Regions from separate parts of the Mus musculus genome. Here regions 2, 3 and 4 are each linked to region 1. Evidence: chromatin contacts called from public Hi-C data. All regions are on one chromosome and are shown on one strand. The core of a region is the stretch at or near the end of the contact, and the rest is flanking DNA. Distances in the headings are between cores, read along the strand shown. Region 1 has its middle 42 kb from the start of Gm24458. Region 2 has its middle 40 kb from the start of 4930555A03Rik. Region 3 has its middle 72 kb from the start of 4930555A03Rik. Region 4 has its middle 38 kb from the start of Adgrl4.

Region 1 (7,689 bases), core at 2,589-5,088:
ACCACGATTGCTCAGATTCAGTCAGAATTATGCACGTCTATTCCATCGGCACCTGTTGAGCTGAATAGGACTTTTCTAGATTTCTTCTGAAATAGGAAGGAGGTTGGAGCAGGAGACATAAGAGAGAAAGAGAGACAGTGGTGTAGGTAAGAGCAGTTGACAAGTCATATCCCTATTTGGGATTTTTGAACTGTTGTCAGTTCCTCACTTTTTGGAATGGGGGTGAGGAGCCTGTCTACAGAATGCAAGATACATTTGTTCTAGGACCCGAGTAAATCTGTGCTCAGGAAATGCTATCCTATGACCTGGGTAGAAAGAAAATGCTGTTTTTTATCCTTTGCTGGAATGTGGTTTCCAGAGACCCCAAGAACAGTGATGATCGATCCTGCACTGGAGAATGAGATTCGGCAGGGCTTTCCCAAGGGTGCTCTCAGCTGTGATAGTGGAGATGTGCTTTTAAAATCTCCCAGAAATGGATGAGGACAAAAGCAACCAGACAGGGAATGGAGAATTAGGCAGACACAGCATGGTGACTTTGCTTCAAGTTAACCTGCTTTGGATTTCCAGTTTCTGTCATTTTCAGGAACGTCTATGGAGAAGTAGGGAGATTTGTTACAGGTTGAATACACGGACGCAGAGTGTCGAGGGAGCTTAGAGACTATCATTTAGGCTTTGTGCATCAGTGACCTCTCCCTTGTGGTCACTGGTATACAAGGCAAGGCGAATGTTAATGATCACCCTCTCTCACACATAGCAGAGTGTTTGGTGCAGAGTTATGGAGACACATACAGCAACACCTACTGGGGGCTAGTTAGTCAACACTTACCTCTCCTTAAGACAAATTCAGTTGGTGATGGTTGGAAGCCCATTTCTTTTGTACTCCATCCATATAATTTGAGTACCAGCCAATGTGTTCTCCCAAGGAACATTAATGGAAACACAGTCCATTTTACTGCAGTGCTAAAGCGCATCCTGAAAGCACATCCCCTATTCCTATCTAAGGAGTAAAAGCTGCTCAGGGCTACTGTGTCCTCGGAATGTCTGTGCAGTCTCACCATTAGTGTTTAATAGAAGCTGGGCATGTGCATCAAGGAGATAACATTTAGAGCACCTGAGAATGTGGAAAGAGCTGCATCATATTAGGGCTTTTCTTGTGGAATAGACATAAAAATGATTGAAATCCTGGTTTAAGGGGCAAAAAAATCTATGTATTCATTTTAACTGTCTTCTTTGGTGGTATTTATAGAAACAGGTTTTTATTCTTTTTCCAACAGTTTCTCTAACCATGGAGGGAGGGAGGGAGGGATAGATGATCTCAGTGTGACTTAATGTAATATATAACCCCCCATTCTGCAATTGTTCTAAATATCTTATGACTATAATATTTCCCTGGCATCTTGGAGACTGGTCATAGTGAAGTAACTACCTTACCTTTAAGCTGACAGAATTAAAGGCTTCTCATGTATTTCTTTCTAGGTGTGTTGGGATGCATAAGTGAAAAGTGCTTTTGTAGGATAATAAGATATGTATTTAAATCAAATATTTAATTCAGTTAGAAAACGTTGAACACTCAAAGTTCTAGTTTGTTCTCTTGTCAAGTTTGGCTGACAAAAGAAAGAGAGTGCCTTTCTTTTCTTCTTCTTTGTAAATTTCCTCCTCTGGTTCCAGTGACATTAAAATAAAAGGCCTATTATTTATGAAACAGTTTACTAAATCTGGAAAGGACTAAAGCCTTTTAAAGTTTTCTCTCCAGTTAAGGGAGCCCAGTGTGATGATACAGAGTGGAAGCCACTGCGTTTAAAGGGGCCTAATGGGGCCTGTCCCAAATCCTCACTTTCAAAGTCAATGAATAATCTCTTGTGGAACTCCACCTCTGGCTGCTTCTCTAGGCAAGAATGGGGAATGCTGTATGCATCTCCCTTCTTTTGACTCCAAGAAGGTGGTGGGTGTGGGGCCTGGCCGAGCTGCGATTGGAGGGTTCAAAACTCTCACCAAGGAGCCAACCTTTCAGGCCTGGGGTCTTTAGAGACTCAGGCACTCTGTCAGAAGCTGCCTTGTTAAATTCAGATAAATCAACACTTGTTTCTTGAGAGGATTTTGCCTTAGCATTTTATTCTGTACTGAGCTCAAGGTAATTAAAATTTTAAAATTTAATTTTCTTTTTCAAACACCATATGTGCTGTTTTGAATATGTTTCTAAGATGGAATTTCATTTCCAAAAGTCAACCCTATTATTATTTAAATCTATTTAAATTGCACGTCTCTTGGTACTTACACTGGAGCCCCTTTTAGCAAATCCCGAATCAATGTGACATTGGCTACTAAAATTTTCTTGAATTTTGAAGTAAATCTTGATTTTATTTCCATGTGCATACAATAAACTTTTAAAACTTATCTGAGGATTGAAAATAAAAAAAAATGATTTCCCACAAAATACTCCAAAAGAGCCTAAATTCTAAGTATCACAAATGCACACACACACACACACACACACACACACACACTCACACACACACACACACACACACATATACTCACACACACACAAGCACACACACATGAATTGCATCAGTGTTTAATCCTGTTTAATCCTCTTGTCTCTTCTCACCAATTTCTCCTTTTATTCCTTCTTTAACCAAACTCCAAACGGGAAAAGTTTCTTTTCCTTGACTAGTTTCTTTTTCCTCTAACTATCTTTGAAATTATATTTTAAAATATTATTTATAATTAGTTCATTACTGTGTCTATTATTAAGGTCTCCAGGTAATTTAGTTCTGAGTTTTGGAAAGGAAAGTAAATTCATTGCTTTTAAAGGATCTTCCAGCAGGTGGCACTAAAGCATCGTCTAAAGGTTGTGTCATGCTTATCAATTTAAAAATTACACCCACCTGGAAGGAAAAAAAAAAATCTCATCAAGGTCAAGAGGCTATGACATGCACAGAAGGTATGTTTGCAAACAAATGAACAAACAAAATGCCCGAACACTTTAAAAAATCTTTACACGAGGTAGGTGGATTAAAACTGCTTCGAGAATTTAGGCGAATCTTTTCCTAATAAAAGAAGTGGATATTATACAAAAACCAGGGTTTTGTAGGAATTTGTGTCTCTGTTTGTGAGAATTAATAGAAGCAATCTTTGTCTCCAAAGAGTTTGCTAAGTGTTGTATAAAATATTACATAAAATCTGCATAAAACTGGAATTAAAAATGTATTTATTAGTATCCATATGGTTATGGACTTATTTCAACACAAGGGAATTGGCGTACACACTCCAACTCCTATTAGTGTTAATGGGAATTATATGTGTGAATCCCCAGCTCCCAGTGCGTGGAAACAGAAGTCCCTGAAAAGATTGTTAAAATCTGTATTTGTATTACTTTTGGTTATGGTGAAAGTACAACCAAGGTAGGTGATTTTTAACATCTTTAAACTTAGTAGGGATGGCTTGCACCTGAAACAACAGGCCCCAGAGTGTTATTTATTCCTGTCGAACGTTCAGTTTCGTGTGATGATCAGTTCAGAGCCAAAAGCTAGAGAGGTTTCTTGGATTGTCAGACCTGAGTTCTGGAACGGGGCCATCCTCAAAGAGCTACCGCAGCTGTTCCCTTGGTAGCAAAGGTTGCTCTGGGTTTTTAGCTTCCAAGAAGAGAAATCTTTTTGAAGCAAATGCAAACACATGGGAAAGAGTAAAGCCTTTTCCTCGTCCCGACCTTTCCTCTGTAACTTCTTGGTTTCATGCGGCAGGGCTGTTGGGCATTTCTGATTGCTCTCCGGTGTTTGCGATTCACGATTCACGTGGACCTGAAGCTGCTAGACTTTGGCAGGGTGAAATCAGGCTCTTCCCAGAATGCCCCAGGCACAGAAGCAAACCGTGAATGAGAGCTGTACTACAGCAAGGAGCAGGTTCTCAAGGATAGCTCTGCTTTGGTCCTTAGCCAGAATATCATCGGAAGAGTTTTGACAGCTGGGAGATCACCTGACCCACAAACCTAGAAGATTCTCCCTTCCCTTCCCCTCCCCTCCCCTCCCCTCCTCTCCCCTCCCCTCCCCTCCCTTTCCTCTCCTTCCTCTAGGTGGGTTGTCTCAACCGTTATGGACACTGCTGGTTGTATCTACCAAGATTCTCAATATCTGTGTCTATTCAGCTTTAGATTATAAGAGTAGATTTTAGAGGGTATGGTTGAGGCAGTATATTCTATAAAAAAATAGTTCTCTTTGGTTTTAGGAAAATATTTTTTTAAATGTCCTTTGTGTTAACCCAAAGATCTGCTCTCCTTTATTTCCTGAAGGTTTGTTGTTTCTAAAGAAAAAGAAAATGTGTCTGCCCATCTATCATATCTAACTATCTATCTATCTGTCTATCTATCTATCTATCTATCTATCTATCTATCTAACTATCTATGTATCTATCTATCTATCATCTGTCTATCATCTATCCATCCTATAATTTATATATTTAATATCTACAATATATCATTTATCTATCATGTATTATACATATCTATCATTTATATAGTTGCCCTCTATCATCTATATATTTATCATCTATGTATCATCTATCATTTATCATCTATCATCTATCTGTCATTTATCTGTCATCTATCAATCATTTATCTATCCTATTATCTATATATCATCTATCTCTACCTATCATCTATCTATCTATCTATCTATCTATCTATCTATCTACCTACCTACCATATCTACCTATCATCTGTCTGCCTACCCATCAATTCTATAATCTATATATTTATTATCTATAACCTATCATTTATTATTTATCTATTATCTAGTCTACATATCTATCATTTATATATTTATCCTCTATCATCTATATATTTATCATCTATGTGTCATCTATCATTAGCATTTAACATCTATCTTCTATATATCTATCTGTCATTTATCTATCATCTATCAATCATTTATCTATTGTATTACCTATATATTTATCACCCATCATCTATCCCTATCTATCTATGACATGTCATATATCATTTATTATTTATCATCTATCATCTACCTTCTATCATCTATCAATCATCTGTCTATTCTATTATATATTTATCACCTATCATCCATCTTTACCTATCATCTATCTATCTACTGTCTATTTCTTCATCTATTACTTAGCTATCATCTATATCATCTATCAATCTATCATCTCTCTCTCTCTCTCTCTCTCTATATATATATATATATATACACACACATATATATATATATATATATATATATATATATATATATATATATGTATCTGTCATCTATTTTTTATTTTCACTTTACATTCAAGGCAGGATTGAAAACTGCAGCCCCGTCCCATGTTTGTAGTGATGATTTGCTTCATTGATAGAACAAATTGCCTGTTGACAGTGGTTGACTGCAGCTGACATTGCCTAATAAGGATGGAGGCTCTTTATTGATCTCAGCCTAGAAGGACCCAACCTGAGTTTTGTCCCCTTTAAGTTTTATTGACTGTAAAATGGAGAACGTGTACCTCCAGTTTAAATTTAGTCTGATATTACAATTACTTTTTTACTATCTCTCTATTCATGCTCTCTGAAAGGACATACACATTATGCACAGAAAGAAAGAAATAGTACTATTTCTTAGCAGGCTTTTTTTTTTTTTTTTTTTGTTCAGGAACACTCACACACTTTCACGAGCAGAGAAAAATCCAAAGAAAGAAATGAATATATTTTATGTTTAAGGGTCATTCTGAGGTCCTTGCTGAAATGTTTTGATTTAATGTCATTTTTTCCAAGTTGAATATAAAATAGTATTTCTATAGCAAAGGATCTTCAATCCATATCTCATTTACTCTATTTAAATTCCTAATCTTCTAATACCAATTCAAATAGCAGTCCACTTACTAGATGCCAGCTTTTGGTCACAATTCAATGAGAAGTGACAGGCGGCAAGATCAGAAGAACTCACTAGTGAGAAGATAATGGATGCCAAAGAAAGCCTGCATGAATCACAAATGGCTAGATTTATAAATTATCCAATAAACAAGTATTTTCAAATCATTGTGCTACGCAGTGACAAAAAAAAAATAATCATTGTTTTCCAAGGGCATCTGGTCTGTAGAACGGAGGGTACAGGGACAGCTACAGATACTAATAAGCAAAATCTCTTCATTCTTAATGCCACCTATCTGCCAAGCACCTAACATCCACCATCTTGCTAATCTTCAAGACTATGAAATATACATGAAATATACATCCTCGTGAAATATACATCCCCATCTCGTTTTTGCCAGTGATATAATTAAAGCTCAGAGAGGTTACATCCCATGGTTAAGGTGCCCCATTGTCGGTGACAAAACATCATTTTAACTAGGGATTGTCAGACATCTGAGATGGAGGCCTTTCTCCACACCTTGCTGGCTCCTGCCTTTGGAGACGCAAATGATCAAATGAGATTTTCTGCCAGAACACTGAGCACAGAGAAGTAGGTGAGACTTCACAGGGCAGACATCACTTGGGACTGAGGAATGCATTTCCTTGGCACATTTCATTGGCTAATTATAAAAAGAAGTGCTGGGTGTTGCTAGATAGTTTATATTTTATTCCATTTCAAGTTGGGAAAATACCTTGCTTCAAAGCTTTGTTTTTGTGTATACTTTTTTTTTTTTTTTTTATGGGGTGGATCACATTGTCGGCAATTTGGAGAAAATGTTTGTAGTTATCCAGGCTGAGAATCTGGTCCTTCCCTAACACATATTTTAACATACAGCAAAACACAACCACAATATAGTCCTGCTGTTCTGAGCTTGCTTCTGGGATGTATAAACTGGAGTGTGACTTTAGGAAGCAGGAGTTAATTCTCTGTCTTCGGCATTTGTAAAGTCCCTATTAGAGCTTCATGCTTACAACCAACTGAAGCTATTTAAACAAGATATGTAGACCCCAAGGAAACCCAGAGGGGAGGGTGGAGAGTTAACCCATGCTTTCATCAGCTTCCTGCGAAAGAGTTCTGCTCATCAAATGCTGCAGGATCCATGAATCGCAGGAAAGATAACTCCCCGGAGGAATGGTCTGGAGCTGGTGTACTGATTTGAAGGACTGCAGTCCTGAGTCCTGCTGTTCATACAACTGAGAACTACTCAGTTCTCTACATAGGAGAGAAAAATGACTCAACAAATTCACAAAGAAAAAAGTGGTTCTTTCTATTGTTACTCGAAAGGCCATGGTAATTCTGGTAAGGTTAAACAATGTGGGAATTTTGTACACGTTAGTGGGAAATGAAGATTTCTTGTCGTCGGATCAGTCTGTAAAAAGGCATAACAGGAGCCCATGCTATGTTTATGGAGGTCGATGGTACCGGAGCAATGGGCAGCTCATGGAAGTGAGACACAGAGGAAGAGGATTCAAGTTTCTCCGGCATGAAAGATTTGAATGTTAGATATTAAGACATTTTTAGGCTTTTCTTTTCTTTAGTCTGTGAAGAGCAGAACTAAAATTTACTGAACTGTCATAGGATCACAGTTTATAAGGAGAAATATGTAACTTATATACTTATTCATCCTTAATCCTCAAAACTGTACTGAGCATAAATATTCAGTAATATTCTCAAGTTACATATCTTGTAAACAATGTGTCTGCCTGGATCTACATTTTCTTGCCCCAGGGCAGCAAATACTAAGACAGATTACAGTATTATCATCAGGTGTTGGAGAATGAAA
Region 2 (7,689 bases), core at 2,017-4,516, 230 kb after region 1:
TGAAGTAAATTTGAGGCTTTTCTGTTGCTATAGTTGATTATTAATAATTTTAGTTCTCAGCTATATAGTAACACTATTAAGTTCTCTGTGATTCACTCCACTTTGGACATTGTTTCTTCAGGAGTAGGAAAAGGAAGTGCTGTGATTTGAACATGAACAATTTCCCAGACTCTCCTGCGGAACCTTTAGGAGCTGGGACATAATGGGTGTTTGGTGATTGGCCTGATAGGTAGGTGATAATCCTTCACTTGTTCACTCCTGAGGACTTTATACTTCCTGATCTACTGACAAATGAACAGGCAGTCATCTTGAACGGTTTCTGAATTTTCTATATTTTATATTCCCGTGGAACAAAATCTTTCTAGGGACGAGGCATAACAAACAGAGAGTCAAGAAACATTCAGATGTCACCCCTTTGTAAGTTCACAAAATGGAACTATTTCATTTAAAAAGGTAGAAAAACTGCTTCTGGGCTAAGAATACACGCCAAGTTTGCTGCAGGCTCACATATTTTATGGCTGATTTATGAACCTCTCAGAGAGAATGGACATGGTGACATATTAATAACTCCAGCCAAATGAGTTCTGCATACTTCAAGAAAAAAAAAACCAGAAAAGAAACAGTAGACCAGTAGACAAGGGATGTAAAGGGGAGGCATCCTTCTGAGATGGGGAAGAATATTCAATACACATGGCAAATCGTAATTTCTGTCTTCCGTGGGCAAAATAAGGGCATGAAAGGGAAGGCTCAGCAGAGAAGGGAGCTTGCTGCCTCTGTGGAGGACATGTTTTGATTCTCAGAGCCTGATAGGGCAGCTCACAATCCTAACTCCAATCCCAAGAGATCTGTTGCCTTCTGCTGGTCTCTACAACCATGTTCCCTTACATGGTCCATTTACAGGTGTGCAGGAACACACATGTTTACATAATAAAAACAAGTCAATAATTTTTAGAAAAGAAATAATTAACCAGAGGATGACTTTAATAATCACTATTTGCTATCATCTTGGCTCAAACTTACTCATTTAAAAATGGTATATTAGAACGATTAAATACGTGATTTTAAAAATGATAACATAGTTTTTTTTTTCTTTACAGGTCTTCACTGGTTAAGTTTGAAATCTGCAAATCTTGTATTATAAAATGGAACAAAACCACTCAAATATAAACATGGAAATTAATGTGTATTAATTACCAGTATTTGCTACCAGTAAAGCAGCAAATGTATGTAAAATCAGAATACTCAAATTATCACTATGTGTACACAAAATTATGATGATGATACAACCTTGTAGAAGGTAATATTTAAAATTTACGTTTAAATTTCTAACATTTATAAATGTGGTCTTAATAATTATAAGTATTTTGCATCGTGAATTAACTGATAACCTGTGCATGTAAGTTATATTTTCCAAACAACCTGCATGAGAAGTAGAGGAAAAATTAAGTTTACTACGGTACACAGGTAAATGGGATATTAGATAAATATAAAGAATAATTCTTCAAAACGTATAGCCTGGCGTGGTGGCACATGCCTTTAATCCCAACACTTGGGAGGCAGAGGCAGGCAAATTTCTGAGTTCGAGGCCAGCCTGGTCTACAAAGTGAGTTCCAGGACAGCCAGGGCTAAACAGAGAAAACCTGTCTCGAAAAACCAAAAAAAAAAAAGTATAATTAACTGAAGAACTAGTACAAAGAGAATCAGGAAACCCTGAGAATAGATAAGGTAATACAGCCACAGTTATAGCAATGGATGAAATCTTAAGCCTACTGTACAATGTTAAATTGTCTCTGTAGTCATCATGTGCATATTTTCACTATGAAAACTGTAGAATCCTGTGAGAGGTGAATTTCCACTGCTTCTTTGAGACTTCATTCTGGGCGATCCATGACAACATGGTACTTGCCTCTGCACACAGAACCACTGCTGTCTGCTTTTCCTGAGGAGACAGAATTCCTTGTCGTCTTGCATTAGAAATGGTGCTGGAGATCCAGCTGGAGTCCCTCAGAAAGCGTCTCTGTGACCTTCTATGGTTGGAAAGCAGGGGGACCTCTGGTGTAACTCCCATCTGCAGACATCTTTGATGATGGGGAACTGACCTCTGTATCAGGAGCAAACCTCAGCCAGCACTGCTCTGTGGGAAAGGACTTGCTGGCTTCAGCTTCAGCTTTGGTGAAACAGGAATGAGTGAATGTTTGCTGAGCAGATGAGGGTCACCATCAGGAGAGATGTATGTGGCCACCTTAGGTCTGGTTTCATTGGGCTCTGCAGGGAGTCACTCCAGTAAGCAAAAACTAAGACCCAAAGTGCACAGAGATGAAAAATGAGCACCAAGTGACCCACTGACTGATCAATTACCCAGGCCAAGGAAACTGCTGGAGGGAAAGATCATCAATTCTCCCTCGAAGGATCTGGGAAAGTAAGTGCGCATGAATGCAAATGTTGCAAGGTTCATTTTAGAAACTGTGTTAGGTACGGGATAAATATAAGGCATGGGGCTAGAAGTCAGGGAATTTAGAAGATACTATATGACTAGTTCCTATTTGTCTAGCAGGAAGATTTGTAAAACGCCAGCCCCACATTCTCTCACAAATCCCCAATTTACAAAATCAGAGAATGCCTTAACCTTCAGCTGGTAGAGTGTTTTAGGTTATAGACAGTCATGGGATCAACCGTGAGGCATTAAGTAGTTTGAAAGGGTGCATAGCTAGATGACTGCCTAGCTAGATGGCTTAAAAGGGCCTTAGAAGCATGGAGAGCTAAGTGTGTGTTCTCAGAACACATGCAAAGCCAGACAAGACAGGCATCTGCAATACTCGTACTAAATTAGGGTAGAGTGTGGAGATCAATGAACCCCTAGCGCTTCTAGCCTAGGCTAGACAACTCCAGGTTCAATTGAGATTCTGTCTCAAAGATAATGTGAATAGTAAGTGATGAAGATGTTTCAACTAATCTCTGGTCTCTGCACATACACAAAGGTACATAGGCACCCAAGGCACACAGGCACACACACACACACACACACACACACACACACACACACACACGTGCACCCAAATGCACGGGCACATTACCACATGAGCATATTCAGAAAGACCCCACACTCACATGCTGCCCTCCCCCAGTTCCAAAAGATTTAGATTTGACTGAACACCACAGAAAACTGCAGCAAAATCTGGCAATCTGTGTCTCCCCTTCTGGTGAAAAGTCCTTGAGGCTGCAGTTAGCTTGTTCCCCAACATTCCACGCATGAGTACTAACAAACTTCAAAGAATAAGCTTGGTTACAACAGCATGCCCATCCTGTGTTTGACTGTACTGGTGGGCTTTCCTAGAGAGTCATGGGAAAAGATACTCTGAAAAGACCACATGATCCACAGAGAGGGTCACATTACATCCTAAATATTCCATTCACCTGATAAACTTTTATTAAAAACTTCCTTAGGATCTGAAGGGAGAGACAAAGCATCTATAACCCTGCTATTCTCGCTTTAACAAACAGCCAACTGCGTTCTCTTCTTGGGTCATGTTCTCTGCCTTGTTAAATAAACAGTCTGATCTGTCTATGTCCATCCACGGCCTCCCTTGCTGAACAGAAGGCTGCTGCTGACTAGTTCTCCGCAATTGCAATTAGTAAAAACCCGAGAAGGCTCATCTTGGAGAGTCTTCAGCACACCCTGCAAGGCGAGCTCTTCACAGGGCTGGCTTTGTTGTCAGCAGGTCTGAACCAGAGTCTGGCTCTGGCAATGATTAGAATGAGTATTCTTTGACAATTTAATTAGACTCTTCCAGCTGCAGCTTCCTTACCCATTTTGTGAAGGGGATAACGACGCTACCTAACCCCCTGAGTTGGAGTAAGGATTACGTGAGATAATGAATGTAAAACATTTAATCCAGTGTCTTGTAAGTAGTAAATGCTCAGTAAATCTTAATTACATTATGATCATTAGATTCCTTGTCATGCAGAGAAAGACCCTAGGGAAAATCAGAGTGACTGTTGGCTGAGAGAAGGCTGGGGCAACAACTGTGGCTAATAGAACTGCAGATCCTTCCTGCCTTTGCCTCTAGGAAATATAGATGATGTCAGAGCTACAGAAGTGTAAAAGGCTTTGCGGAGCTGTGAGGTGGTTGTGTGATATCGAGGTGCTTTTCATGGGCAACACTTTGGCTCCAATCTCTAGAATTCCCTCTCCCACAAAACAACCACGACAACAACCAACCAACCAACCAAACAAACAAACAAAAACGCACCATTGTAAGCTAAGACCATTTGCAAACCACTTTTACAAAGTTTGGGAAAATGCTAAAATGATACTTTTAGTTAGGATTCTCAAGTTTTCTGTAAATTGTCAAGTAGAGAAAGGCAAACAACAAAAACCTCACCTTTTTTTTTTTTTTTTGGAATACCAGCAATGAAATTTCACAAAAAACATCCTTCTCTCCACTGGGAATTTGCACCCCAAACAACATCCGTTACTTTTTCTCAGGACGGTGTGGACCTTGCTTCCAAATGACACTGTTCTATTCTGTTTAATTTCACGAGGCAGAGAGAGAGTTCATCTTCTCTCCATTTGGACTCAGTTCCTGCCAATGTCACAAATGGTGCTACCAGCAGGAAGCTCACAAATGTTGTTTGTAATTAAAAAGCAACTTCATGCCCGGAAACACGTGCAATATTGTATATAGAAAGAAATGTTATTCACCACGGGGGTGCAGAGACGAATGCCCAAGATTTTAAAAATTAAATTAAAAGTATGTGCATTGTTCTTGCAAAGGACAGTTAGTAGCCTGCAGTGAGTCTGCATGATGGAAAGCCGTGCATGTGTGGCTTTGAATCCCCAATCTGTAATTTACCAAGCATGCACACGCCTTTCATGTATAAATACTCTGCTCGACAAATCTGATTTCCTTTACCACCAATCCCTGTGATTCATTTTCTACAACTATATGGTGTGGGTCCCCTGCGGGAAGCCTGATATCTCCCTCCTGCTGCTCTGTCCACCTGTTTAGAATTTACATCCAAAATTCATCTAAAACATACCATTTTCCCCCTGGAGAATATTGAGTTAATATATTAACAAATTCCAGATGAAGTAGATATGTTCTGAGGGCTTTGCAATTTTGTATTGCACAAACTCCCCTTTGATGGAACTGGAGACCCACATTTTTCAGGGCAAAATCAGAACAGAAACACCCACCAAAGTTAAGTCCAAGCAAAACAATACCCAAAAGAGAATTCCTTCTATGCACATTTCATGAATATTTTTCTTCCCTCTAACCATGGCACTCAGCATGCCAGAACCAGACACAAATGATTTTATGCATTTTAAGTTAGATTTTTTCTAATAAAAACAGACAGAATTTATTTTTCATGGGGATTATGTGATTTTTCTGAAGTGCTGGGCTACCTGGTTCCTCCGGCAATGCTCCATCCATCACAGCTCAGAGCTCAGCTTCCTTCTTCTTCCTTCCTAGTAAATTGCATTAGCATAGCTTACTTTGCAGTGAACATTGTATGGACTTATTTAATCAATGTCACCAGAGTGTTCATGCTTGTGAGCATATTCTTATTTTCCTCTTTTTCTGTTTCTTCAAATTATCTTGAGTTGAGGGCTATGGATGCAGGCAAGGTGGTAAAGAGTGTCTTTAATTTAATGTGCTCCTGCCAGACAATTCCAGCTTCTGGAGTGAATCCTGAAGAACAGATGTCTGCCTTACAAAGTACAAAAAAAAAAAAAAAAAAAAACCATGCATCTGTTTCCTAAATGTCAAAACAATAGCAGGCAAGTCAGAGCACATGTGGAAAGGTCTGAGTGGCTTTAAGAAAGCTTTGAGCTAGGCCTTATTTGTAGCTGGCCAAGAAATCAACCAGAGAAGGAGGGGGTTGTCCCTCTGAAGGCATGCATTTTAAGGACAAAGGGTGGGGGAAGGCAGGCATAGGCAGCCATTCCACTATTTTAGGAATTTAGTTGTCGGCTTGTCTAATGGAGGTTTGCGAGCAAGCATGTCTATCTCTCTAAATATCCCACCAGGTTTCTTTCCATGGCTCTATTTAAAGCCCACCTGGATCCCTTTAGTTACAGGTTCTTATCTCTCCGTCAGGGCATATTCTGGTTTCTGTTACCTGCAGATCTGTTTGCTTTCTTCCAAATGCCTGCATTTACAGAATGTGGTCAGGAACTGATAGCCTCCAGAAGAAACTAGGGTGATGATATCTCCCCGTTCAGCCAGTGCGCAAGCTAGCAGGAAGAAAATTCCACCTTTCCCCCTCTTTAAAAATACTGTTTTCATCATTATACAAGAAAGAACAAGTAAAAGAAGTGTTAACTACAGCGAATTTTCTATACAACTCAGTAAACATTTAAATGTACTTAAATGGTAGAATTAATTTGCCATTCTTTATATTTTCCCCTTGTCCATTCAAGAAATGTATCTCTAATTAAATTTCCCATTGACCACTCTAATGGAAAGAGGGCCATCCAGACCTATAGCCCTCGTCAGCATGTGTGAACCACGGTGATAAGGCTGGGTTACTGCAGGATTAAGAACTGCTTTTACTGAGGCTAAAAGCTGTGCACCCTATAGGAAGTCACCAAGTTCCTTGAAATCACATCGCCAGGCTCTTTGTTTCCCACTACTTGCTTTGTGCTGCTTCTCTGCATAATTCACCTTTCCCATTTTTCAGTGTCCCCTGATGTTTTTGCAAGGAAGGTCACAGCCGTGCTACAGATACTCCATGTTTTTTCCAGGTCATTTTCTTATCGGTTTTACAAAATCCTCAGAAATAAGAAACACAACCTAAACCACAACCGTAGTTTTGTGATTAAGAAGATTTGCTCTCTTTATTGCCCACTTGGCCTCCTGATGTATAGTACAGAATTTGGAGTAGTCTCCAATGCTTATATTTTGCAAGAAGGTAAAATAATATTAATGTGATAACACACACACACACACACACACACACACACACACACACACACACTTGGCAGTGAAGAATACCATCTATATTCTCTTCCTACTGGAAATCAATTAAAAACAAATACAAGACTGGTTCTGTTTGCTACATTATACTGGACAATTTAGCAATTTGTCCTGGATGCCATTTTTTTCTATGTGAACCCTCAAGGACAGAACACATTCCTAGCATGACTCTTGGGCATACCACTTCACCATCTCTGCTCCTGGTGACAGAGATTATTCCTGTATTCTGCCGAACATCACCTACAAACTTCGCTGTAGTCTTTATACTCCAGTCATTTAAAAATCACAAAACAGCAACAATAGCAGCAGAAATAATGACAACTAAAACCCCTCCCCCATAACACCCTAAACAGCAGTTAGTTTAGAAAGGAGCTAAAGGGTTTTGCAGCCCCATAGGAGGAAAAACAATATGAATTAACCATTACCTGCAAAGCTCCCTGGGACTAAACCACCAACCAAAGAGTACACATGGCTCCAGTTGCATATGTAGCAGAGGATGACCTTGTTGGACATCAATGGAAGGAAAGGCCCTTGGTCCTGTGAAGGCTCAATGCCCCAGCATAGAGAAATGCCAGGGCCAGGAATTGGGAGTGGGTGGGTTGATGAGCAGGGGGTAGGGGTGGTGGGGAGAAGGGGATAGAGGGGTTTTCAGAAGAGAAACCAGGAAAGGGTATAACATTTGAAATGTAAATAAAAAATATATAATGAA
Region 3 (7,689 bases), core at 2,045-4,544, 200 kb after region 1:
TGCTTTCTTCATTGTGAATTTTCCCTGATTGAAGTAAAATGACACAAGCAAAGAATCAAGCATTATGTTATAAAGATTTAATTTTCTATTAGATATGTTTGTTTGTGATTGCATATTATAGGGATAATTCAATCCATGCAGTCTTAATATATTAAATTAGAGAACAGTTAATATGCTTTAGAGAAGGCCGAGGAGTGTGCCTCAGTGAGTAAGAGGCACACAAACGTGCAAACCTCAGTCGGAGGGACTCATGTAAAGTTAGGTATGATAGACAATCTATTATCCCAGCGCTGCTATGACAGGTCAGGGGACAGAGCTGGAGCTCCTGGAAGCTCTCAGTTCAGTTAGCCTGGCATCTGCAGGCACGAATGAGAGCCCTTGTCTCAGACAATGTGGATGATAAGAGAAGACACATGAGGTTGTCCCCTAAAGCCCACATGTGCACCATGGTCCCTGGAGACTCTGCTCCCACAGATGTATTAGTGATTAAAAGTACAGTTTGGGGAGCTAAACTACAGTTTTCCTTTTGTATTAATTGTAGCAACATTGGATCCATGGGAAAAATACTCCCAGGAAATTTATTCTCTACCTTCCTTTGAAGTTTTTCATCTGCTCTGATGCAGAGCCCCTCTGCCAGCCCAGCCATGTCCTCCCTGCTCCACTACCCTTAGCCAAGGGTGTGAACTGAGTGTTGATGTGAGGATTGGCAAAATGCATGTGAATTCAAGTTGTTCCTGTAAACAAGTACAAAGGACCTAGGATCTCATCAAGCAGGCCTCTCTCTCTTCTTATTTTTTTTATATTTTTTATTACATATTTTCCTCAATTACATTTCCAATGCTATCCCAAAATTCCCCCATACCCTCCCCCCCCACTTCCCTACCCACCCATTCCCATTTTTTTGGCCCTGGTGTTCCCCTGTACTGGGGCATATACAGTTTGCATGTCCAATGGGCCTCTCTTTCCAGTGATGGCCGACTAGGCCATCTTTTGATACATATGCAGCTAGAGTCAAGAGCTCTGGGGTACTGGTTAGTTCATAATGTTGTTCCACCTATAGGGTTGCAGATCCCTTTAGCTCCTTGGGTACTTTCTCTAGCTCCTCCATTGGGAGTCCTGTGATCCATCCAATAGCTGACTGTGAGCATCCACTTATGTGTTTGCTAGGCCCCGGCATAGTCTCACAAGAGACAGCTACAACCTCTCTCTCTTCTTAATGCTCAGCCATTTAAATTTATGGCTACTGTCCCAGTGTTATACGAACTCACATGGTCCTAATTTTGTTTGAGCAATCTCTGAAGGCCAAACATTTTCTGCATTTTCCCACATAGTCTCTTGCACAGGGACACAATTTCAGTCTCCTTATTCAGAGGGAAAAGTTCTGATTGTTCTCCCTGCGAGGCGTACCAGAGGCAGAACAGTGGTCTTACATTCTTGTATCAAACACACACACACACACACACACACACACACACACACACAATCATACACACACACTCATATACACACACATACACAGTGGCCTTACATTCTTGACATCAAACTCTCTCTGTCTCTCTGTCTCTCTCTGTCTCTCTTACACACACACACACACACACACACACACACACACACACTCACACACTAGTCAGAGTTCTGTATATTGAAACAGAAGCCAAAAAAAGATGGTCACATAGATTTGTGAAAACTGGTTTTCTTTGTATTTGTTGAGGTGTTGTAAAGAACTGATTCTGCCTTCTCCTATACCAAATAAAATGTATTGATAAAATGAAAATCTGGAGAAATTAAGGAGTTACTCCAAAATTGATAAAATACTTTTTCTTGTAGTTGGATCGGTGGCTCACCAATGAAGAGCATTTGCTGCTGCAAAGGAGCTAGGTTTATGTTTCAGTTCCAAAAAGGACAGCCATGTGTGACTCCAGCCACAGGGGATCTGACTTCCTTTTCCAGCCTCTGTGAGCACTGCACACACTTGGTGTGCACACATATATACTGGGTAAATATGAAAACAATATTTTGAAATATAAAATGCATAGTTTTCATGTGTGGCATGTGTGTGTGTGTGTGTGTGTGTGTGCATGTCTGATACTCATTTCATCGTTAGAATTCATTTCACTCATACTTGCATTGTGGATACAAAAAAAAAGATATTTTCCAGATTTTCCAGATGTGTTTCTCCTAGGACCTGTCCCCATCCAATTCTGCTTTGTGGGTTTGGTTGACTCCACTTGGAAGACATAACTACTAAGGATCTGTGGAGATCAACTCGTGCAATATGAGTTGGAATTAGTTGCCTCTAGATAATGCATCTGACTATTAATGGATAGAGAGATGTCTGCTCACGAACTAGCATTAACAAAGCACAGGACAAGGTTATTTATTTAAAAAGCAGTATTATGAGCATGAAGTTCTTCATTTACCATAAATACACAGTGTGATTATATAAATGTTATCTATCATCTATCTAATCTATCTATCAATCATCTATCCATGTGTATGTGCATATCCTCTCTCATAAATATAGGAATTTAATTGAAGAATATACTTTCCAAAACCTGCAGAGAAACAGATTTTTTTAATCCTGATTTTCTATTTTATTTCTTCTCCTTTCTCCCATTCTCAGTCTGCTCTCACCCATTGCTGTGACTCATATTCCTATGTGTGCATTGCTCCCAACCATATTCCTATGTGTGCATCTCCCCCTACCACAAGCCCCGCCCCCCACCATCAGCCATTCTTAGTCTATCATCATCTGTTGGCAATCACACAAAAACCTTGGCTCTTGATTATTTCACAGTGGACCCTTCTTACATAAACTTCCCACAGCCTGGTCCTTCCCTTGATGGCAGTGTGAAGCACTCCATGTCCATTGCCGCTCGGCAAGAGTGTGTAGAATAGCCCAGTCACCTTGCATAAAAAGCACTTAGCTGTACTCCTCATTGGTGTTCTTGGCAGAAGGCAAGGGGTCATTGGAGAGGATCCTAAGTAGTAAATTTGGCTACATGGCATACCCCTCTCTGAGCACTGCAATGAGGACTGAGCAAACTGTCTCTTCTCAAAGTGCAGAAACGTTTTAACTTGTTTTGAGACCATTATTCCAATAATTAATTAATTAATTAATGCATGTTGGCTCAGGTGTGTGGACCCCCTCCACATTTTTTGGCAGCGTCCTGTGCTCTCTTTCTCGGCATGCATACTTAGCTGGACCCTGGCAGACCTCTTTTGGAATAACCCTGCTGTAGGAAGAGGTTCAATTAACATAATTCAGCCTGGCAGTACTGCAAGGCATCTGGAAGCCGAAATCCCCTCAAAGGCCAGACTGTTCGGCATCCTCAGTCTCACTTCTGGCTCCTGCAGGGCAGGGAAGAAGCCCTTCTGTCCTAAGCTGTGGGGGGCCTGTCTCATGCTTGCTTTCTGTGTGTGAGATCCATACTTCTGGCAATCTGGCCTCTCCCTAGGTTCTTTGCTCCAGTCCAGTAATGGATTTTTTTCCTCTGGTGCTCTCTCAGCAGAATGAGCCAACCCCTCAATTACCTCGAAGTTGGAAACAGACATCCCTGTTTGTGTCTATTTTCTGCTTCTTTGTCTTTCTCAAGTGGAAAAACTGCAGTAACAACAAAAGCCTGTTGTTCCCATTGGAGGGCACCAGGAAGCCCACCATCCTCCCCGACTGAACTTGCCTATGTCCTCAGCAAGAGACCCGATACATTCTCCATAATTTATGTTTACATGGAAATATTGTCCCTTCCTTTCCTTCGAACAAACGATGCGATCTCCTAGAAATGAAAGACAGCAATTATCAGCAGAGAGCGACAGCGTTCTTCCATGCATTTAAGCTTCCAGGAAGTACAGAAAAGCTAGGCCAGATAATACACCTGCGGAGAGATCTGTGTCGTGTCCTCTAGAATTTAAATTGCATTTAGAAATAAGTAAGGAAAATGAAGAACGTGCTGTGGGAATGCTACTGAAAACATCCAGTGTCGATGGGAACGTATAGGAAACCAGTTGATATTATGAAACAGGGATGGGAGATGCTTCGGAGGGTAAGAGTGCTTGCTGTATAAGCGGGGGGGGGGGGGGGGGGTGCGGGGGGGGGGAGGCCAGGGGTGCAGGGGGCTGAGTTCAAATCCATAACACCCACTTGAAGTGGAGTGATGCTTCATGCCTGTAACCTCAACAAGAATATCCCTGAAACTTGGTCTAGCTTGAGAGAGAGATGCTGACTCCAGGAAATAAAATGACAGTAACAGAGTAGTACGCTTGAGGGCTACTCTGTTATAGGAGCAGTAGGGCTCTGCTGCCTTCAGTGCCTGCGTGCCTGTATGTGTGTGCTGTGCGTGCGCACGCATGCCTATACAACCCTTGAATTTATTTGTTCATAGTAAATACCATCGTTGCTATTTCACTCTAGTCTGATTAAATTAGCTGATAATTCCTTAAGGCTTTTATTTTCCTGGGACTGGAGAGATTGCATAGTGTGTAAGAATATGTCTTGTTGGAAGTATGAAGAATAGAGTTCGCATCCCTAGAACCTAGGCCAAAAGCTTGCGACCAGAGCCGGGTGTGGTGGCACACGCCTTTAATCCCAGCACTCGGGAGGCAGAGGCAAGCGGATTTCTGAGTTCGAGGCCGGCATGGTCTACAAAGTGAGTTCCAGGACAGTCAGGGCTATACAGAGAAACCCTGTCTCGAAAAACCAAAAAAAAAAAAAAAAAAAAGCTTGCTACCAGTCTAGCAGTTTGATGTGCACATGCAGCAAGCATGTACCAAGCACACCCAGTAAACAAAATTTAAAATCATTCTTTTCTTTTTAATTTAAAATCTAGAAATACGTTTATAATTTAGTTTGTGTATTGTTAATCTTCCTCTTATAGCTTATAAAGATTGGCAAATTAAACATTGTTAGAATCAGCATCATGCATTTGATTTCACTAAAGAATATGATTATAGTTTAAATTATTGAAAAATCTCTGTTAAACTTAATTTTGTACGTATCAAGGAATATTTTGTATAGAAAATTAAGTTACTAGAGCTCTCACGGTAAGATATTGAATCACGGTGTGTATATGCTTATCTCAAATGCTTGATGCCAGGTATTAGAATTCCTGAATATCTACAGTCAGGAATCCTGGAGATTAGACAAAAGGGTCAACACATAACGTTGTCCCTGTGTTCATTGTTCGTATTTGTGGGGTGTAGTGACGTATATAGCTTAGTGTATGTATACAATATGTGATCATGAGATTCTGACCACCTTCATGTCCATCATCTCCTGTGCCTACCACTGCTTTCTGGTAGAATGTTCACCCTTCTCAGGCCATCTTCTCAGCATCATCCATTGAGGAGAAGTTTCCCTCACTGTTGGCACTCACTGCCTTTGTCAAAACCAGGCTGTTTATAAACATCTTGATTTATTTTGGACTTTATTTGGTTTTGTTGATTGGTGTGTCTTTATGTTGGCACGATATTGCTGTTCATTATTGTAGCCTTTGTGATATGTTTTAAAGTAATATTCTGCCATGGTCTAGATTTGCTCTTTGTGGTCAGTAGCATTCTGAATATTCAGGGATGTTTTGGGATTCCGTACAAATATTAGAAATGTCAATTGGGAGTGACATTCTAACTTCTCTGAAGAATGTTACTAGTATCTTTATAGCAATTGAACAAATATGAAATTGTTTAGGTAGTATGGAAATTTTAACAATATTAATTCTTCTAAGCCATGGATAGTGGAGGATCTCTCTCTCTCTCTCTCTCTCTCTCTCTCTCTCTCTCTCTCTCCTTCTCCCTCTCATATCTTCTCCAGTTTCTTTGCCCTGTCTTTGAAATTTCCACTGTAGGCATCACTCAATTTGATGTATAAATATATTGCCAATTATTTTACTGTATTTGTGCCATTGTGTATAGGCATACATCTTCTCAAACTACTTTTTTTAATAAGGTTCAACCTCTCTTCTAGCCCACCATCCAGCAGAGACTGTAGAGGGAAAATTCATTAGGATATGGGGGATGTAGTTCAGCAGTAGTTCTTTGGGGGTAACTTTGATATTTTTTCTGATCAGTTCAGTCCCAAACCAAACACTAAGTACGATTCAGCAGCTGCAGACCAGCCCTCTAGACAGGCAGACACCAGGCATGAACTGGCAGCTACATTCCAGTCCTTTCAGCAGGCAGAGACCAGGCATGAACTGGCAGCTACATTCCAGTCCTTTCAGCAGGCAGACACCAGGCATGAACTGGCAGCTACATTCCAGTCCTTTCAGCAGGCAGACACCAGGCATGAACCAACCTGCAGTTATAGTTCAATCCTTAAGAAACCTACCAACAGGCTAAGCCTCACCAGCAGTTTTTGGGCACATTTTTCTCAATTGGCAGCGTTACCACAACCAATGAGCATTGTTAGCAAAGAATAGCAAGGCAGAGCAAACCAAACCAAGGCTCAGTGTTCGTCCTCCACTGTCTGTGGGGTCATATTTATACTTCTTCATCAAGCATTCTCATCATCACCTGTCAAAACATCCTTTCACCTGTGGCTGCTTCAGGAAATCAGCCTTTCACGTGTTTTCTTTAGCAAGACATCCTTTCACCTGTGTGCCCCAGCAAAACATCATTTGCTGCCAGTAACTTTCTAAGGAACCAGACGTTTCTACTTCAACTCCGTTTGGAGCCGTATATTGATTTCATCCTACACAATGTGTTATTGGCCTATAAATAGGAAGTTAGTTTCTGTGAGACGTTATATATATGACATGTTTCCTGAATTAACTTTGCTGTTTCACATGTTTATAGCCCCTCTTTTTCCCTATAATATCATACTAGCTTCAAGCAAATGTAATTTTACTCCCAAGTTTATATTTGTATGACCTTTTACTGTTGTTCTACATAAGTCCACCTATTGCACTTAACATAAGTGATAAAGTGGGCTTAGTTTTAAATCTCGTGTTGGATCTTTGAAGAAATTTTAGATTTTTCATAATCTGATATAGACTATGGACTTAGTCTATGTAGTCTTCACACAGCAGGGATATATTCCTCCTATATTTAGTTTTCCAGAGTTTCAATCCTGAAGAAATGTTGAATTTTATTGACTTCTGTTTGAAACCACATGAGGCAACCACAGTGTTTCAACCCTCCACTTTATTGGTAAGTATTATGTTTACTGATCAGTGTTTTTGAGGCATTCTTACACACCTAGTATTAACCTTAGGGTCTCATGCACTATATAGTCAATCATTTTAATATATTGTTGGTTTGATATTATTAGTAGTTTAAACTATAAATTAAACATAACAGCCTATATATCTTTGTTTGTTGTGCCAATTTTCATTTTTTCAAGTATTTTTTAATATTGCCTTATGAATAATTTACTGCCCCATTTATTATTCAAGGGAGTTTTGATTAATTTCAATATATTTGTTAAATTTTAAAAGTCCCTCTTCTTATTGCTTTTTAGTTTTGTCTCATCATAGATAGAAGACATATACATTATTATTTCAGATTTCATTGCATTTAGAAATCATTTTATGGCCTAAGATATGTCTAGACTTGAAGGTATTATATATGCATAGAATTAGAATATGGTGCATTGATCAAGTGTTAGAAGAAATGGCTAGCAGTAGCCTGTGAGGTCCATGGCTGACTCTCTTTGCATTCATGCATATTAGTCTGTGGTAGGTTGGTTCTTTTGAG
Region 4 (7,689 bases), core at 2,845-5,344, 170 kb after region 1:
TTTTATAGAGAAGATATATTTATACCTCTATCTATTTAATCTATCTACTTATCTATCTATCTATCTATCTATCTATCTATCTATCTATCTATCTATCTATCTATGAGATTTTGTAACACTGTAGCATGGTAAAAAGAAAAAAAAAAACCTAGATCTTCAAAGACAAACATACCAATATACTTTAACCTTTTTTTCAAACTAAAATGCAGAGTAAGAGAATTTTAATGCGCTTAAAACACTGTAATACTTTTAGCAAGAATCACTTCTTAACTCACCCACAAGTTTTAGTATCAAATTTAATTGTAAATGTTCTCAATTGCCCATTATTATCACTTTGTACTCTTCATCTATCTGGGAGACAAATGCTCTGTTGCTTTTTCACAGCTCTTCCATAGCTTAAAGAAAAACCCATTAAGTAGGACTGATCGAAATCTGCATCCACTAAGGCAGTTTGGTTTTCTTCCTACAGTTTGGGTTTTCAACTGCGTGGCTGATGGATTTCTGAGGCATAAAGAAGCAGGAAGACAAGTCAACCTGGTGCTGTGCTCAGGTGAATGGTGGGCATTTGGCTGGGGAGGGGATACGAACAGATTGAAAGAGTAGACAAGATAGGTGAAGGGAGAAAGGGAGAAAGAGGTAGGAGGCATCTTGTTTTCTTCACTTGCCCTTAATGGAAACCGAACGCCTTGCAGAGAGCTCCTTGGAAACTTTAAAACGGAATCCTTATGCTTGGCTTTGACCCTCCTCTGCTAGCCAGAACAAAATCCAGCCCAAAGCAGGGACACATCTTCCTCACCTGCCCCATTTCTCTTCCCCTTCCCCCAGCATTCTATCATGTTCGCTTGTGTAGTCCTCAAACCTGTAGCCATAAATTCTATTTTAGTTTAGTTTTTAATATTTATTTTTAATTATTGGTATTCCTGTGCATCTGTGTGAATTCAAATAAATTCCCCGGAGCAGAAGATCAAGGCTGCTGCTGTTGCTGTTGTTGCGCTGCCGCTGCGAGCCACCAGATGTGGACGCTGGGAACTGAGCTTGGGTCCTCAGAAAGGCTGGTATATGTCCTTAACTTCTGCTCCTTCTCTGAAGTTCTGAGGGGCATAATTAATAAAACTACAGAAAATTGTGTAAGTGCACAAGCAGGTAATGATTATGGACCCCATACTCTTAAAAATATTCCATTATAAAACTTCCTTCTGCCCTTCAAAAAGTGTCAATCATTTTATTTTACTTTTGAGCTCATCTGCAGATGTTCGGAGTTTAACAGCATGGTACGATCTATGTGAATATTTAAAGTGAATATTTGGGAGTATTAATTAATCACTACTATCATTGGTATGGAAACTGAGTTAAGATATTTATTTTGATTTTAAAAAGAGCAGTAAGAAAAAATGTATTTAGAAAAATATTTTAAGAGTTGATTAAAATATTCCAATTTCATTAGTTGACTTATTATAACATCTAAAGTAAATTAAAAAAAAAAGAAACACCGGAATAGCAGTTTTTGATTTTTATTTTATTTCATGATATCCATTGTAGGAAATTAATACAAGTAGCTTATGAGACTGCCTATTCTTTCAGGTAACAAGAGAGAACTATATATTCCTATGTCTGAGTATGTGTGCGCATGCTTATATGTGAACTTTATTTTAAAGGTCTATGAGCAGTGCTCGTCAGTGTTAGTTCTTCATCCTTTTCATTTTCAGGAGTCCATGCCATAGCCAGGGTTTCTTCCTAGGTATTTAAATGACAACGTCCTTAAAACATCAGTGTTCCTTCTCAGGTTTTCTCCGTTAAAGCCAGGAGAGAGAAAAAATGATCCTAACACAGTTAATGTCAAAAATCTTAGTTGTATGTTCTTGGTTGTATGTTCTTGTTATTTCTAAGTCAATTCTGTGCAGCTTAGGCTAAGCGTTAGCTCTGATTTCCCAGTCCCATCACTGCGGATGCCGTTGTCTTTATGTCTTAAGCACAGGCTTCCATAATTACTGTGCACTAATAATGGGGATTAAAACAAGCCCCCACATTATTTCATGTTATTTTTCTCTAAAAGTTCTACAGATTTGCAAACTCTCAAAAATTTCCTCCACAACCGAGGGGAAATCATCCTGTTTTTATGATTTTAGGATTTTTTTCCGTGTGTTGACAAATGAATAAATAGCACTGCAGTTTATCCGAGACTCTGAAAAAGAGAGACACAGATGGATTTTCCTTTGCCTTCAACAATATCCAAGGCCAGGAAGACATAGAAGCAATGCTTCCTTGGGAAGCCTGTGTCCACAAATGGCGGGATTTGATGAGAGTAACAGCAACTTCCCAAAGGTTGTCTGCCTAGGTGTCCCCTGGAAGGGTACATGGCCAAATGACACAGTTCTTAATTATAAAAAATGAGATCCATGAGTTAGAATGAGTTCTGTAGAGTCCATTCTTTGGAACATGGAAATGGTGCCGAACCCATGCTCATGAGGAAAGTGTAAGACCCGCCTTGAACAAAGAAACTTTCTGTGCATTAAACACTCAGTGTTCCTCAGAGCAATCAAGTCCTAATCAGGTGAACTGTTACTGGGGCCGTGTCTCCAAAAGCACAGCATGAATGCAGACAACACACCTCTAACCTAAAATATGCCTATTATCTGAAAATTTAACAATCGAACAAAAATTAAATAACAAATTAAAACATTGTGTATTACATTTGCATGGAAGTATTCTAATAAGAGGGCATCTATATTCTTCAGATTCCAAGAAACCTAAGTCTACAAATGGCAGAGCATTGGCTGAGGAAAACACTGACTTTGTTATAATTTTCTAGAATGCTAATTTAGAAGTAGCCTCCTATGGCTTCATGGGTTACAGGCATTAGTGTGATCTTCACAGAATTTTACAATCATCAGACAAACTGGAACCATTAATGATGTCCGATTTTTGAAGCAAGGCATATTGTATGTTCCGTTAACATTTGAAAACCTGAACTGAATTACAAAATGGTGTATTCTCTCATTTATTATAATTATTATCCGGTATTTAAGCTAAAATCAATGTTCTTTGCAAATTAAACATATTATTATTTAGCTTTTAATATAAAGGGTGACCGTTTCCATTTACCAAAGTAAAATCTGTTATGCATGCTTTAACAAATGATTTATAAGTGCAATTTGTTTTTAAATAAAAATACATTTGTACAGTTACAAATTGCTACCAATCAGAGCTTTTAATTAAAACTTGAAATATGTGTGGTCAATGATAAAGAAATAAAAATTTTTTGAGCTTCAATAAGCCTGTGTCCAAAGACAGGGCTAGAGTCTGTTCTTGTGCCCAGAACTTGAGTCTCACTCCCATGCAAAGGTTTCTCTCTCTCTCTTTTTAAAATGTGTTTCTGCCTACATGGCAAAACCTTATGCTAAACTATAGAAACTAAAATTTAATTTTGGGGATTGGAGCAATGGCTCAGTTGTCCAGATGTTTGCTGTTCTTCCAGAGGATCTGAGGTCAGCTTCCAGCATGCACATGGTGTGCCTGGGTCACAGCTGCCTGGGAATTCAGCTCTGATCCAAAACTCACTTCAATTCTTCACAGGTATGTGCACACATGAACACACACACACACACACACACACACACACACACACTCATAAATAAATAAGAATTAAACAATATAGATCTGCCTCACAAACCCTAACTGTAACTTCAAAACATCTTTAGAGATTTCTCTTTGGGTGGGCTGATGCTCTGCGGTGTAGTACAGGGGCCTGACTTTGTATGAACCCATGGTGTTGTTGTTGTTGTTGTTGGTGGTGGTGGTGGTGGTGGTGGTGGTGGTGGTAGTGGTGCGTGTGTGTGTGTGTGTGTGTGTGTGTGTGTGTGTGTGTGTGTGTGTGTGTTGGGGGGTGTAGCCAGAAGTATTAATAGGACTTTGTACTACATGTCTCTGCAGGTAGCAGATCAACAGCTGGGGAACAGTTTGATTCACAGATGCTTCCATGTTGGTAGAAGGCCTGTGGTGAAATTCATGGTTGTTTTACAAATAACAAGCCCATTGCCATCCCAGCTGTGCGTGATCAAGCTGCACATGATAGTGGAGGGGCCTGATGCCAAATGCCTCAGAACTAAAGCAGGGGGTGCCCATGTGACACACAGCCCTTGCTGGAAGGACCTCCTCAAGGGGCAGACCATTCAGCTGTCAATATTTAAAGCCAAGGTTCTTACTTAACATTACAGCCAACTAGCAGACTACCAGGGAGGAAAGCAAAGAAGCTTTTATTTCCTCCCTGCTGAAGTTCCTGCCTGACCCTCCATAGCCTTAAACCCCATATTTACCGTGTGTGGGTTCAGAATATTTAAATATTCAAAGATTCTCAGTCATCTGTAGCCTCATCCCTCAGCAATTTGTTAAGGCTTAAAGTCTCAGGATAGATTTTCTTCACTGAATGGAGCTCTATGGAAATGTGGACCATGCCATTTCTGTGACTCCAACTGGAAATAGCCAAGCAGCCAGAAGCTTGTACGGATGACACCCGGGTGCAGATTGGAATTCTGAATTTTCTGTTAACCCTTCAGCCCTCACCCAGTGATTATGTGGTGTCGTGTAGGTGTTGCTTTATTGCGAAATGGAAATGGAAAATTTGCTAAGAGGAAAGCCTCCCCGTTATCCTTTATGTTGTGCAAATATGTAACCCAATTCTTAAAGAAAAAAATAAAGACACGTGGACCATGATGAAGATAAGCTACTAAGCGTTAAAAAACTGCACGATCTTTCCCAGAAGAATCAAAAATGGTGGAGTTGGGAAGCTGGACAGTTTTTGGTTTGTCTGTTTGTTTTGTTTTGTTTTGATTTGTTTTGTTTTGTTTTGTTTTGTTTTGTATTTTGAGGCAGGGTTTCTCTGTGTAGCCCTGGCTGTCCTGGAACTCACTCTGTAGACCAAGCTGGCCTCAAATTCAGAAATCTGCCTGCCTCTGGCTCCCAAGTGCTGGGATTAAAGGCGTGTGCCACCATTGCCCAGTCTGAAGCTGGAAAGTTTAAGTCAGAGATTTATAAAACAAAAATCTTCTGCAAAAATAATACCAAAAGGAAAGGCTGGAAAACCTGACATGTTTGTGTTCATTTCGGTAAACAGCATTAGAATGTGGCAAATTGGGTCGGAGATGGAGGCTTGTAAAGGCCAGGAATAATTTTAAGACCACATTCTATTATTTCTTGAAATTGAGTTTTTAGAAGTTCTTTTGAAATAGATATTACTTCAGCTTTACCTGGGCGGTCATCAGTCCATTTATTATTGGATGCTATTATATGTATTAGAGGAGACAGGCCAATCCTTTGAGGTCTAGAAGTTTTACTTAAGATTAACTTGTACACATTTAAAAGAATATACACTTAAGGACTTGGAGGTAATAAGATGAAAATAAACAGCTTTGGCTGTTTATGGTTGCAGCTGAATATAAAGCAGAAATGAGGGACCACTGCTAACACCAAGGAAGGGCTGTGCTTAAGGGATGTAGTTGGAGCTTCAACAATACCACTGAAAGCTGCCTTTTACAAACCCACAATGTATCAATATGTATTCATTAAACAGATTTTTAATTCCATAGTAACACCTTTTTAGCCAAGTATATCATATATGTTGGCCATATAAGTTCCCTATGTCCTCCCTTCTCAGCCCTCCTCTTTCTAACCTATATGAGTAGAACACGGGAAATCTGTATGTCTGAAACACACAGATAAAATATTCTTTATATACCTCAACATATATATTGAGACAGGGTCTTACTACATCGCCCTTGCAGGCTTACAACTTTCTGTGTAGAATTGACTAGACTCCTACTCATACACATGTATTCTATATACTGAGATTGATAAAGGCATGTAAAAACAAACATAGATAAAATAATCTTTTTGAAACAGTTATTCATGACTACATGTATCTATCAAGTAATGATGTCATATTATTTTAATATGTAAGCTCTTTGCAGATTCCAACATCAAACATATAAACATCTATCATCTATTTCTATCTATCTATCTATCTATCTATCTATCTATCTATCTATCTATTTATCTATTTATCTATCTACCATCTACCTGGTATTTATATTATATATTAATCCATTATCTATACTATCTGTCATACATTTGTGTATTGCCTATCTATTTAAATATGTCTATCACTGCCTTTCTACAAGAAATCCATTTTGGATTCCTCTGATTCTACATTGGAGAATATTGCTTTTAAAGAGGATCACTTGTCTCTCCAGCAATGAATCAATCAGTTCTAGCCAATTCTGTGATGGAATTTACTAGTTGTTCTTAGAAATATAAAAGTAGGACACTAACATAGAGCCCTTGTAGATATCCCAGCTAAAACTAAGAGACATGAGCAGAGCATGTTTCAGAAAACAAGAGACTACTTGAAGTAGAAATGACATGCTTTGGTGACCAATTGGGAAAGGGAGTGGAATTAAAGAGAGATGACTAGGATATCACACATCACTGCCTCTGATAATCACAATGCAGGGGACAGGTTTATTTAAAACTATCATTTGAGATTAATTTAGACTTACAGAACTCTTGCAAAAAAGGCAAAGAAAGTTTATATAATTCATCTACCTGGCTTACTCCAAGAACTTTTACATAACCAGAGTAGAATTAACAGGAAGAAGAGACCCTTGAAATACTGTTAACACAACTATATATTTTTCTCCCATTTCCACAAGCAATAAGCCATTTCAGTCTACACTTTGAGATTCTTCTTGCCCATTTTCCCGCTTTTGTTTGCATTATAAAATAAAACTTAACTCTACACACGAATGCCAAATTGATGAATTTGTCCTTGATTGGATCTTGCTGAGAAGTGCTCTAAATTATAGAATCTGAACTCACAAGATGATAGGACAACAATATACTTTCTTTACCTGTTCCTTGATGAAGTACAGTGTAGTATGTATAGGTAATAATGGCTACTGCAGGAACTTATACAAACCTAATGTCTTTGTTTTAAGTACAATGTTGTTGAAAATATTCATTTCAGACTTTTTTTTACACAAAAATGGAATAAAGTGAGAACACGTATACATCCTTACAACAGATTTTAGGAGGTTGACCTTAAGACTACACATCAAGCAAGGGGAGAGGAAAGAGTTAACTTTGACTGGGACATTGTATTTGGTTTGAGAGGGATAATCAGGGAGTTGTCTTCTATTGTCTTTCTGATGGGACTAAGTGCATAATCTTTTTCTTCTAGGCCAGAGGTAGGTAGTGAAGTCTGGTGGCCAGACAGACCTTCTCTCTCCATGCATCAGCAGTGGGGCAGTGCCAGCAGACTGGTGTCCACTAGCATCCACATTCCTTTCTCTACTTATAGTAAGATGAATCCACCACCAATCTATCTACTCATCCAAGTAAAGGTGTGCACATGTGTGCATCTACTAAGAATCAAGGTGTGCACAAGTGTGCATCGCACTCATCAGAGTCAGTGTGCACATGTGTGCATCTTACTCTTCCCAATCACTGATGTCACTGAGCCCTAACTGGAGGGAGAACGTCCATATCTATGAGGTACTCACAAGGCTAAATGAGGAGTTTGAAGCGAAGTCAGCCACACACCCATTTCTGGGCACAGCTCTCTGACTCCTGGGCATGGGTTACAGCTTTTGTTGGTGCTTGAGTATCCATTCCAGGATGTGGAGATCTGTTGTGGGC

What was found. A called contact is a pair of places that touch in the nucleus more often than the background predicts.
Region 2: a Hi-C map of cerebellum shows a contact between it and region 1, with 2.0 times the contacts expected there. The contact joins two enhancer-like sites. A contact is called at or near these places in 1 of 15 datasets of contacts at CTCF or cohesin (the NIH/3T3 cell line), 2 of 484 Hi-C or Micro-C datasets (cerebellar granule neurons and cerebellum) and 1 of 115 datasets of contacts at active chromatin or transcription factors (the NIH/3T3 cell line).
Region 3: a contact with region 1 is called in a Hi-C map of cerebellum, with 2.4 times the contacts expected there. The contact joins two enhancer-like sites. A contact is called at or near these places in 5 of 484 Hi-C or Micro-C datasets (cerebellar granule neurons, cerebellum, myeloid progenitors and 1 more) and 1 of 115 datasets of contacts at active chromatin or transcription factors (the NIH/3T3 cell line).
Region 4: a Hi-C map of cerebellum shows a contact between it and region 1, with 2.2 times the contacts expected there. The contact joins two enhancer-like sites. A contact is called at or near these places in 11 of 484 Hi-C or Micro-C datasets (ECoMG myeloid progenitors, the HPC-7 cell line, cerebellum and 7 more) and 1 of 115 datasets of contacts at active chromatin or transcription factors (trophoblast stem cells).

What each region holds. Positions count from the first base shown.
Region 1 is chr3:151,562,005-151,569,693 of GRCm38.p6, reverse strand. No RefSeq gene overlaps it. Among named protein-coding and RNA genes, the nearest start is that of Gm24458, 42 kb to the left of the region's middle. Within about 2 kb of position 3,838, at least 6 of the 459 cell types and tissues checked have an H3K27ac peak or open chromatin away from gene starts, as enhancers often do. A contact at or near this core is called in cerebellar granule neurons and cerebellum, where this site is marked.
Region 2 is chr3:151,330,263-151,337,951 of GRCm38.p6, reverse strand. No RefSeq gene overlaps it. Among named protein-coding and RNA genes, the nearest start is that of 4930555A03Rik, 40 kb to the right of the region's middle. Within about 2 kb of position 3,266, at least 12 of the 459 cell types and tissues checked have an H3K27ac peak or open chromatin away from gene starts, as enhancers often do. A contact at or near this core is called in cerebellar granule neurons and cerebellum, where this site is marked.
Region 3 is chr3:151,362,141-151,369,829 of GRCm38.p6, reverse strand. No RefSeq gene overlaps it. Among named protein-coding and RNA genes, the nearest start is that of 4930555A03Rik, 72 kb to the right of the region's middle. Within about 2 kb of position 3,294, at least 22 of the 459 cell types and tissues checked have an H3K27ac peak or open chromatin away from gene starts, as enhancers often do. A contact at or near this core is called in cerebellar granule neurons and cerebellum, where this site is marked.
Region 4 is chr3:151,395,871-151,403,559 of GRCm38.p6, reverse strand. No RefSeq gene overlaps it. Among named protein-coding and RNA genes, the nearest start is that of Adgrl4, 38 kb to the left of the region's middle. Within about 2 kb of position 4,094, at least 2 of the 459 cell types and tissues checked have an H3K27ac peak or open chromatin away from gene starts, as enhancers often do. A contact at or near this core is called in cerebellum, where this site is marked.